Linked DNA regions of Ovis canadensis: region 2 is linked to region 1. The links are chromatin contacts, called in public Hi-C maps. All regions are on one chromosome and are shown on one strand. The core of a region is the stretch at or near the end of the contact, and the rest is flanking DNA. Distances in the headings are between cores, read along the strand shown. Region 1 holds the start of IRX1 (iroquois homeobox 1). Region 2 holds the start of LOC138421732 (collagen, type I, alpha 1a-like).

Region 1 (3,961 bases), core at 863-3,362:
TCACCGCAGGGCCCCCACCCTCCTGCACAAACACAGGCAGGTTTCCCAAATGGCACGTAACTGTATTCAAATTTTCTGTTAAAAAAAAATATATATATATATATATATATTCTCCATGTAAAAACTGTCGAGTTGTGTTAGCAGAGGGGGACCTCCGACTCTGAGAAAGTTTCAAAAAGCAGATTTCTTGGACTATTTAGTTCAGTGGTTGAAGCCACACAGACAACGTTTCTCTGGCCAGATTTCGTTTTCTGCCTAATCTTTGCAAAACGTCCTTTGCACGTTTCTAATTATTTTGGTTGTAACTGTAAGGAAGACATTTCGGCCGCCTCTCTGCTGGGAATTCTCTTTGAAAGGATACCTTGTAAATCTCTCATCGCTTCGCCGGCATCCCTGCCGCCAGAACAAAATGGGAGCTGATCTTTTTCCACAGCAACCGAGCTAAACGGCAGCTGGGGTCGCTTTCAGAGAAATAGGCTTTCTTTTCAAAACTACAAGAAAAGTTCCAGCAAAATACGCCGGCCGTCTTGCTCCTGTACAGTTGCCGGGTGTTTATTTTCTGTCTCTTCTTCGTGGAGTGGGGAGACCTGCGCGGGGGGAGGGGTTGCTTGCAAATGGCATGACCCCGCGGGCAGCAGAGCAGGAGGGGGCTGCCTCCTCGTCCCCTGCACCCTGGCGTGCAGTCCCCAGCAGTCCGAAGTTTTAAACTAGACTTCGCAGGCAGACCTTAGAGAAACGAATCCCTTAGACCAACGGCCCTGCGGAGCGTTCACTCTGCAGCACACTCCCCACCCCACCCCCGTGTCTGACACCCACTGGGACAGGAGGCTGAGAGGACAGCATTTACTTTAAGCCCAGGGACACGGTTCTTTTTAACCCTCCATTACATAACGCAAGGGGAAAAGTGCTTTTCTTTTCGGTGTAAATGAAACAAGAACTTTGACAACTTACGGAAGTCAAAGCAAACACCGTTTCAGACGCCAACAATTATTTCGCCTTTTTTGTTTTTAAATTTCAAATTTGCACTCAGGCCTTGGAGACCCCCTCGGCCCGTCCGATCTCCATTGTCAGGCTTATCCTGACCGCCTCTATTTCTTTAAAAGGTTCCCTCGGGTGCACGGGATACAACCGCTCGAGTTCTGACCGAGAGGGAGAAAATCGAGTCACCGGGCCCGGCCCCAAAGCTGAAAGGGTCGCTCAGCGGGGCCTGCGGCCCGGGAAGGGGCGGCCGGGTAAACGGGGCCCGCCTGCCCCGCCGCCGCCACCGAATCGGGGGCGTCGGGAACGAGTTTGTCCCGACCTTCAGCGCGGTCCGCTGGCCCCGGGCCTGCTCCGTGGGCCTCCCGACTCCCACCGGGACCCCCCCCCCCCCCCGCGCGGCCCAGGCCTCCCATCTCCCCGCTTCCCCAGGCCCACCGGCCGGGACGTTACCGGGCCTGCCTCTCTGCGCTCCCCGCCGCCGCCGCCCAGCCGGACAGGGCCGCTCGCTCTCCCCGCCCGGGCCCCCGCCCCCTCGGCCCGGGCGCCCGGATCGCGCCGCCGGAGGGCAGCGCGTGAGAGTGGACCGGGAGCACTCACCATCTGCGAGAAGAGGCTGAGATCGGCGGCGTAGGGCAGGAAGGCGCTGTAGTTGGGCGCGCCCGCGTAGGGGCCGGCCGCCGCGTACATGCCCAGCACCGAGGTGACCGCGGCCGCCCCCGCTCCCGCGCCCAACTCCGCCGCCCCCGGCCGGCCCGACGAGGCGGCGGCCGCGGCGGCGGCGGCCGCAGCCAGCACCCCCGGGCGCTCGCCGCCGTAGGCGCCGGGCCCCGCGGCGCTCAGGTACTGCGGGTAGCCCAGCTGCGGAAAGGACATGTCCGCGGAGTCGGCGGCGGCAGCGGCGGGCAAGTATCAGAGGCGGGGGAGGGCAGGCGCAGGCTGCGGAAGGCCGGGGTCGGGGTTGGGGCAGCGGGCCGCCGGCCGGGCGCGCTCGGGCCGGCCCGGAGGCTGGGGCCGGTGGCCGCTCCTCGGCCCGATGCTCGCTGGGGCCCGGCTCCCGGCTGCGCCCGGCTCCGCGATCGCGCGCCGACTGCGGCGGCCGCCCTCCGCTCGGCGGCGCGGCTTTCAGACACAATTTGAAGTTGATGCTTTGATTGGCATCCCCTTGAGCGCTGGCCCCGCCCCCGGCTCCCCGCCCGCCCCCTCCCCGCCGCCCGCCCCCTCCCCGCCGCCCGCCCTCGCCCGCCGCTCCCGCCCCTCCCGCCGAGCACGTGGTGCCCCGCGCCGGCCGGGCCACCTCCGCCCGCCCACCTCCGCCCGCCGAGCGCCCGGGCGGCCGGGGCGGGCCCGCAGGCCGCGTCCCGGCCGGCGCGCCCGGCCGTCTGACAACCTGTCGACGCGGGTTTACAGCTGGCGGACACCGGGGTCTGCAGTTTCGCAGCCCTGGCGCGTCTTGCTTGCTCACAAAATACCACCTCGGCGCCTGCTTTCCCACCGTTGGGCCGGCAGGGAAGGGGCGGGCGGAGGCGCGGTGCCAGCCGGCAGGGAGCTCCCTCTCCTCCGAGCTCTGGGCTCCTCCTCGGGCGTCACACCCCCCGACCTCTTTTGGCACAAGTGCCCCTAAACCGGCGGGGCGTGGCACCTCGAGGCGGGTAGGGTGTTCCCCTGCGCAGCACCCCCCCCCCCTCCAGGGATTAACGGGGCATCCCTCCGGCAGGGGCTGGCTCTCTGCATTCTGAGATGCGGGCAGCCGCCGAGCACCGCGAGCTTTTCCAGAGGTGTGAACTTTGAGAAAGGCCACCGGCTGGGAAGCTTGGAGGAAGCTAAAGGCCTGTTCTTTGGGCGCTGGGAGCGAGGGGAGCAAGGGGAGCGGGGGGAGCGGGGGGGGGGAGCGGGGGGAGCGGGGGGGGGGGAGCGGGGGGAGCGGGGGGGGAGCGGGGGGGGAGCGGGGGGGGAGCGGGGGGGGAGCGGGGGGGGAGCAGGGGAGGGGGGAGGGAACCTTTTCTTTGAGGAGAAAGCATCGCCGCGGCGGGAGAGACACAGGCCGCCCCCGCCCTGGCGACAGGAGGGGCCCGCATGGCCTGGACACCCCTCGTTTGTGCACTAGGCGAGCAGATGCTGGAAGTCAGCTTGTGCGCAGCGCGCCGGCCGGAGGCGGCGCCGCGACGAGCCAGGAGACTGGGCATCAGGCTCCTGCCGCCCTCGCCCCTTCTCTCCTCCGCCTGACCGCCAGCCCGAAGAGCCGAGAGCGACACGGCAGGGCATCGCGTGCGCTTGGGAGGGCGGACCCGGGGTGCCTGGGGTCTGGTGGGGCTGGGGCCCAGACGCCCAGAATGCTTGGTCCTCCTGGCCTCCCTGCCTTCGCCTTGGACCGCGCTGGGGCAGGCCGCTCCTGCGCGGCCCTCGGGGTTTGGCCCTGGAAGCTGGGGAGGGGGGGGGGCGCGCCCCCCGGTACCTGCCTGGGCTCCCTCTCCAAAGCTGCGGCCAGAGCCCGGCGAGTACTCTCTGCAGCTGCATTCCGTCGCGGGAAGCCATGACGGGGTGGCATCCAGGCGCCTGGTGTCCAGCTCGCTTTAGGCCCGTTAGAGACCTCAGAACTGAGGTCAGATCCTCAGCATGCTCTGCGTCTGTACCCTGGACGCCCAGGCACCCATCTCCAGCCTCTACCTTCCTCTTCCAGTTGCTAGGGACCTTCCAGGCCCAGGGACTTCGGAAGCATCCGGAGAGATTCGGGTTCCCCAGCTGGAGGCCTGAGGACAGAGCCAGCCCCTGTAACTAGCCACAATAACGCCTGTGATGGTGATTACTAATTACCAGCTGTGTAACCAGGCTTCATTTTCTGTGTTCAGAGTCAGACTTCCTTCCGGGTCATGCTCCCCACCCCCTTATTTCCAGCCCCGACCTCACCCCACTAACCAGCCCCTCTTACCCACAGCAACAGCTAGCACTCCTTTCCTGCGGTGACAGCTTCTGGGGGTGGGAG
Region 2 (3,961 bases), core at 492-2,991, 720 kb after region 1:
GGTAGAGGAGTAGGGTATGGGGTAGAGGGGTCGGTAGGGAGTGAGGGGGAGGTGGGTAGGGGGTGGAGGAGTTTGGGGGGTGGGTCGGAGAGGCTGAGGCCTGGAGCTCCGGCCTACCGCGTTCCCCACCCTCCCCGCAGGAAGAGGCACCTGTTGTGTTGACCACCACGGCGGGGCCTCGCACAACCGCCGCCCCCCTCCCCGTGCGCCCACTTCCTGAGCGCCCACCGGTGGCCCCATCTGCACCCCTTCCCTCAAACCAAACGCCAGACACCCTTCTCCAAGGCCCGGTGGGGGAGGGTGGACGAGGCCCGTGGAGAAGGGTGTCTGTAGGGCTGGGTCCCAGAGCCTCCTGCCGAGCGCCTCGCCGCTGGGCCCCGCGAGGCGGCCCTCGAGTCCCCTGTTACCTGCGCTACCTGGGCAGCCGCGTGCGCCGCCCGCGCCCCCGGCCTGTGACTGTCTCGTCCCTTCCCGAGTGACAGCGAGGCTCCACGTCCTGCCAGAGGCGGTCTGTCCGGTGACGATCGTTTCCCCCGAGTGCTTTACAACACAAATCCGAAAGAGGCGTCAACTTATTAAAACAAAATAAAAAACCCTTTGGGGGAGGCGGCGGCGTCCTGGAAAAGCACTGGAGGCGCGGGCTAAGCCGCGTCCGAGAGCAGAGAGTCCTGACCCCCAGGCCCGCGGGCCACTGCGCACCCCGGGGCAGAGAGCTCACCTCAGGGCCCTCCTGGCGGCTCGCGACGGAAGCGCCCGGGATCCGGGCCCCGCAGGGCACGCCGGGCGGCGCGGGGCCGGCGGCCAGCCGCGAGGTCCCGCGCGGAGGCTCAGCCCGCGCGGCAAGAACGGACCGGGGGAGACGGGCGTGAGAGCCGCTCACGCCGCCCGCCGGAGGACCCGGGCCGCGGCGCCTCACCCCCGCCGCATCACCCGTAGCTCCGACCCGGGCACGAGGGTGCGGCGCGCAGTGCGCGGCCGGTGAGGGGGGCCCGGGCCGCTCATCCCCCCCCCACCCCAAGTGGCAGCGGGCGGCCTCTGCGCGGGTCCTGGCGGGCCGAGCTGGGGGCGGGGCAGGGGGAGGGGGCAGAGCGGCGGGCGGGGGCGAGGGGGGCGGCCGGGAAGGTGGGGGGCGCGGGGGCGGGCGCCGGGAGTCCGCGCGAGTGGGCAGGGGGAGCGCGCACTGCCCGGTGCGGCCGGGCTGCGGGCCGGGGGCTGGGGCTGCGCGAGAGGCGGCTGAGCCACAAAAGCCTGCGCGCCCGGCCTCGCGCTCCCGCCGCCGCTGCGCCCGCCCCTCCCCCGGCGTCCCCGCCCCTCCCCGGCAGCGGCCGGGCGGCGGGAGCGGGCGGAGCGGGCGGAGCAGGGGAGGGGGCGGGCGCCCGGATATGCAGATGAGCCCGTGACGGACAGCTCCGCGTTCCAATGTCCCTCGGAAACTCGAGCGCTCCTTCCTCAACTCCTCACTCCCGACTCCAGACTCCCCCAAACCCCGACCGCCGGCCTGGCGCGCGGCTGCGCCCACCGGCTCCGAGCTGCCGCCGCCGCCGCCGCCGCCGCCGCCGCGCCAATCCCCTGGCCCGCGGGGCCGCCCGGGCTAGTGCGCGGGCCGGCCTGCCTCGGCTGGCGGTCCCCGCGCCCGCCGCCGCCGCCGCCGCCTCGCGCCCCGGCCGGGCGTGGATGGAGGGCGCCGCGCGCCCTGCCCGCTGCTCGGCGTGACGCGGGCCCCCGCGCCCCGCGCCCACCATGTCCTACCCGCAGGGCTACCTGTACCAGGCGCCCGGCTCGCTGGCGCTCTATTCGTGTCCGGCGTACGGCGCGTCGGCGCTGGCGGCGCCGCGCAGCGAGGAGCTGGCGCGGTCGGCGTCGGGCTCGGCGTTCAGCCCCTACCCCGGCTCCGCGGCCTTCACCGCGCAAGCGGCCACCGGCTTCGGCAGCCCGCTGCAGTACTCCGCCGACGCCGCCGCCGCCGCCGCCGGCTTCCCGTCCTACATGGTAACCGAGCGCGGGCTGGCGGGCGGGGCCGCGAGATGCCGGGCGCAGAGACCCTGGCCTGTGATCGGCGAGCCGAGGGTCGCGGGGAACGTAGTGTTGGGGGGCGGCTCCGAAGTCGCGGAGTTGGGGCCGTGGCGCGGCCGGCGCGGACGAGAGGCGGGGCGGTCGGCCGGCGACGGCCGGAGCGCGGGGCTCCGCGCGCCCTTCCCCTCGGCTGCGGAGGTCATCTCCCCGCGAGCCCGAGAAGTGCGACCCCACTGGGGTGGGGACGGGCTCTGGCCTGGGTGGCCCTCTTTCAGGCGCCGAAGCTGGGCGAGGAGTCTTGAGCGGGCCGGGGCTCGCTTCTTCCGGCGCGGGCAGCAAGGGTCGGCGCCCCTGGGCCTCCGGGGCGATCGCCAGGCGCTGGGCACTTTCTCGCGGGGCTTGTGATCACGGGGCTGGGGACATCAGCGGAGCCTCGGCCGCGGCTCCGGGGCCCGGCCGGGCCGCTCAGATCTTCGCCTCCATCTGCCCCACAGGCCCGTGCTTTAGAAAAACATGTCGGCCAGCGTTCGGCCGGCTAAGTGCCGCCTCGGTCCCCGGGCGCCGAGAGCAGCCCCTGCGTCCCGAGCCCCCGGGCCGGCCCGCGCTCCTCCGGCTCCGCGGCCCGGCCAGGCCCGGGGGCTGGCAAAGCGTGTTTTAGACGCTGGAGGCCCGGACGCGGTGGGGGGGGGGGGGGGGGGGAGCTGGTGGCCACCTCCCGCCCTCGGCGGAATTCCAGAGCAGAGACGGGGTAGCCGGGGCCTCGGCGCTGGCTGTAGAAGTCTCGAATTTAAACGTTAAGGGCTGAATTAAAATGCTAATTGCCGCGTATTTGAAGAATTCGAAACGGTGACTGGCTTCGAGTTGCAAATTGGATTTGCCCAGCTTTAGAGTGGTGAATAGCGGAGCGGGGGCTCTGGGGTGTTTTTTTTAACCATTAAAGGGAGGGGAAGGGGACTAGGAGGAGGCGGCGACTCTTCACACCAGGAGAAATTTAGATATCAAGACGCTACCTGCGGGCCCGTGTGTGCGGGCCTGTTTGTGCACGCACGTACCGGCGGCTCAGGGGCATTCGGGGCCAGATGTGCCATTTTTAGGAAAATGAAATCGTTGGGAAGTTTGGGAATAAAACCGCAGCGCTTTCCGAGATCTACAGCTGGCGTTAAACGACCCTTTGCGTCCTCCGGATCTGTTGCTGCAGGAAGGCGCAGTCCCAGCGCGGGGAGGCACCGTGGGAAAGGCGGCCGCGGGCGGGTGGAGGGGTCGCCGGGGCGCTGACGCCTGTCGGGCCCTCGGACGACCGCTCACCGGGCTCTTGTCGGTTGCAGGGCGCGCCCTACGACGCACACACGACCGGGATGACGGGCGCCATCAGCTACCACCCTTACGGCAGCGCGGCCTACCCGTACCAGCTCAACGACCCGGCCTACCGCAAGAACGCCACGCGGGACGCCACGGCCACGCTCAAGGCCTGGCTCAACGAGCACCGCAAGAACCCCTACCCCACCAAGGGCGAGAAGATCATGCTGGCCATCATCACCAAGATGACCCTCACGCAGGTCTCCACCTGGTTCGCCAACGCGCGCCGGCGCCTCAAGAAGGAGAACAAGATGACGTGGGCCCCCAGGAACAAAAGTGAGGACGAGGACGAGGACGAGGGCGACGCGGCGAGGGGCAAGGAGGAGAGTGCGGACAAGGCGCACGAGGGCACCGAGACGTCGGCGGAGGACGAAGGTGAGCGCGGCCGAGGCGGCGCAGGGGCGCGGAGCCTCCTTCTTCCCAGGCGGGGCGCCGAGCTGAGGCCGGAGAGGAGGCCGCCCACCCGCACAGCACTCCAGGCGCCGCTGCCTGGCGCCTCTGAGGCCCCGTACGAGCAGGGAGGTCAGGCTGCCTGGAGCACGCGGCTCGGGTGGGGTCGGGGTGAGGGATGGCGGGGGCGGGGAGCGGTGGG

The links. A called contact is a pair of places that touch in the nucleus more often than the background predicts.
Region 2: a contact with region 1 is called in a Hi-C map of fibroblasts, with 13 times the contacts expected there. The contact joins the promoter of LOC138421732 here to the promoter of IRX1 in region 1. A contact is called at or near these places in 2 of 2 Hi-C or Micro-C datasets (fibroblasts and lung).

What each region holds. Positions count from the first base shown.
Region 1 is chr16:82,629,126-82,633,086 of ARS-UI_OviCan_v2, forward strand. IRX1 (iroquois homeobox 1) reads right to left here and starts at 2,113. Exons shown (of 4, transcript XM_069556377.1): 1 at 1,579-2,113. The coding sequence starts at 1,854. It overlaps LOC138421909 (a long non-coding RNA gene), which reads left to right and starts at 2,371. Exons shown (of 5, transcript XR_011249679.1): 1 at 2,371-2,756; 2 at 3,086-3,246; 3 at 3,659-3,777.
Region 2 is chr16:83,347,705-83,351,665 of ARS-UI_OviCan_v2, forward strand. It overlaps LOC138421732 (collagen, type I, alpha 1a-like), which reads right to left and starts at 1,742. Exons shown (of 5, transcript XM_069556093.1): 1 at 1,638-1,742; 2 at 719-1,591; 3 at 417-540. The coding sequence starts at 1,742. It overlaps IRX2 (iroquois homeobox 2), which reads left to right and starts at 1,437. Exons shown (of 5, transcript XM_069556463.1): 1 at 1,437-1,989; 2 at 3,339-3,744. The coding sequence starts at 1,741.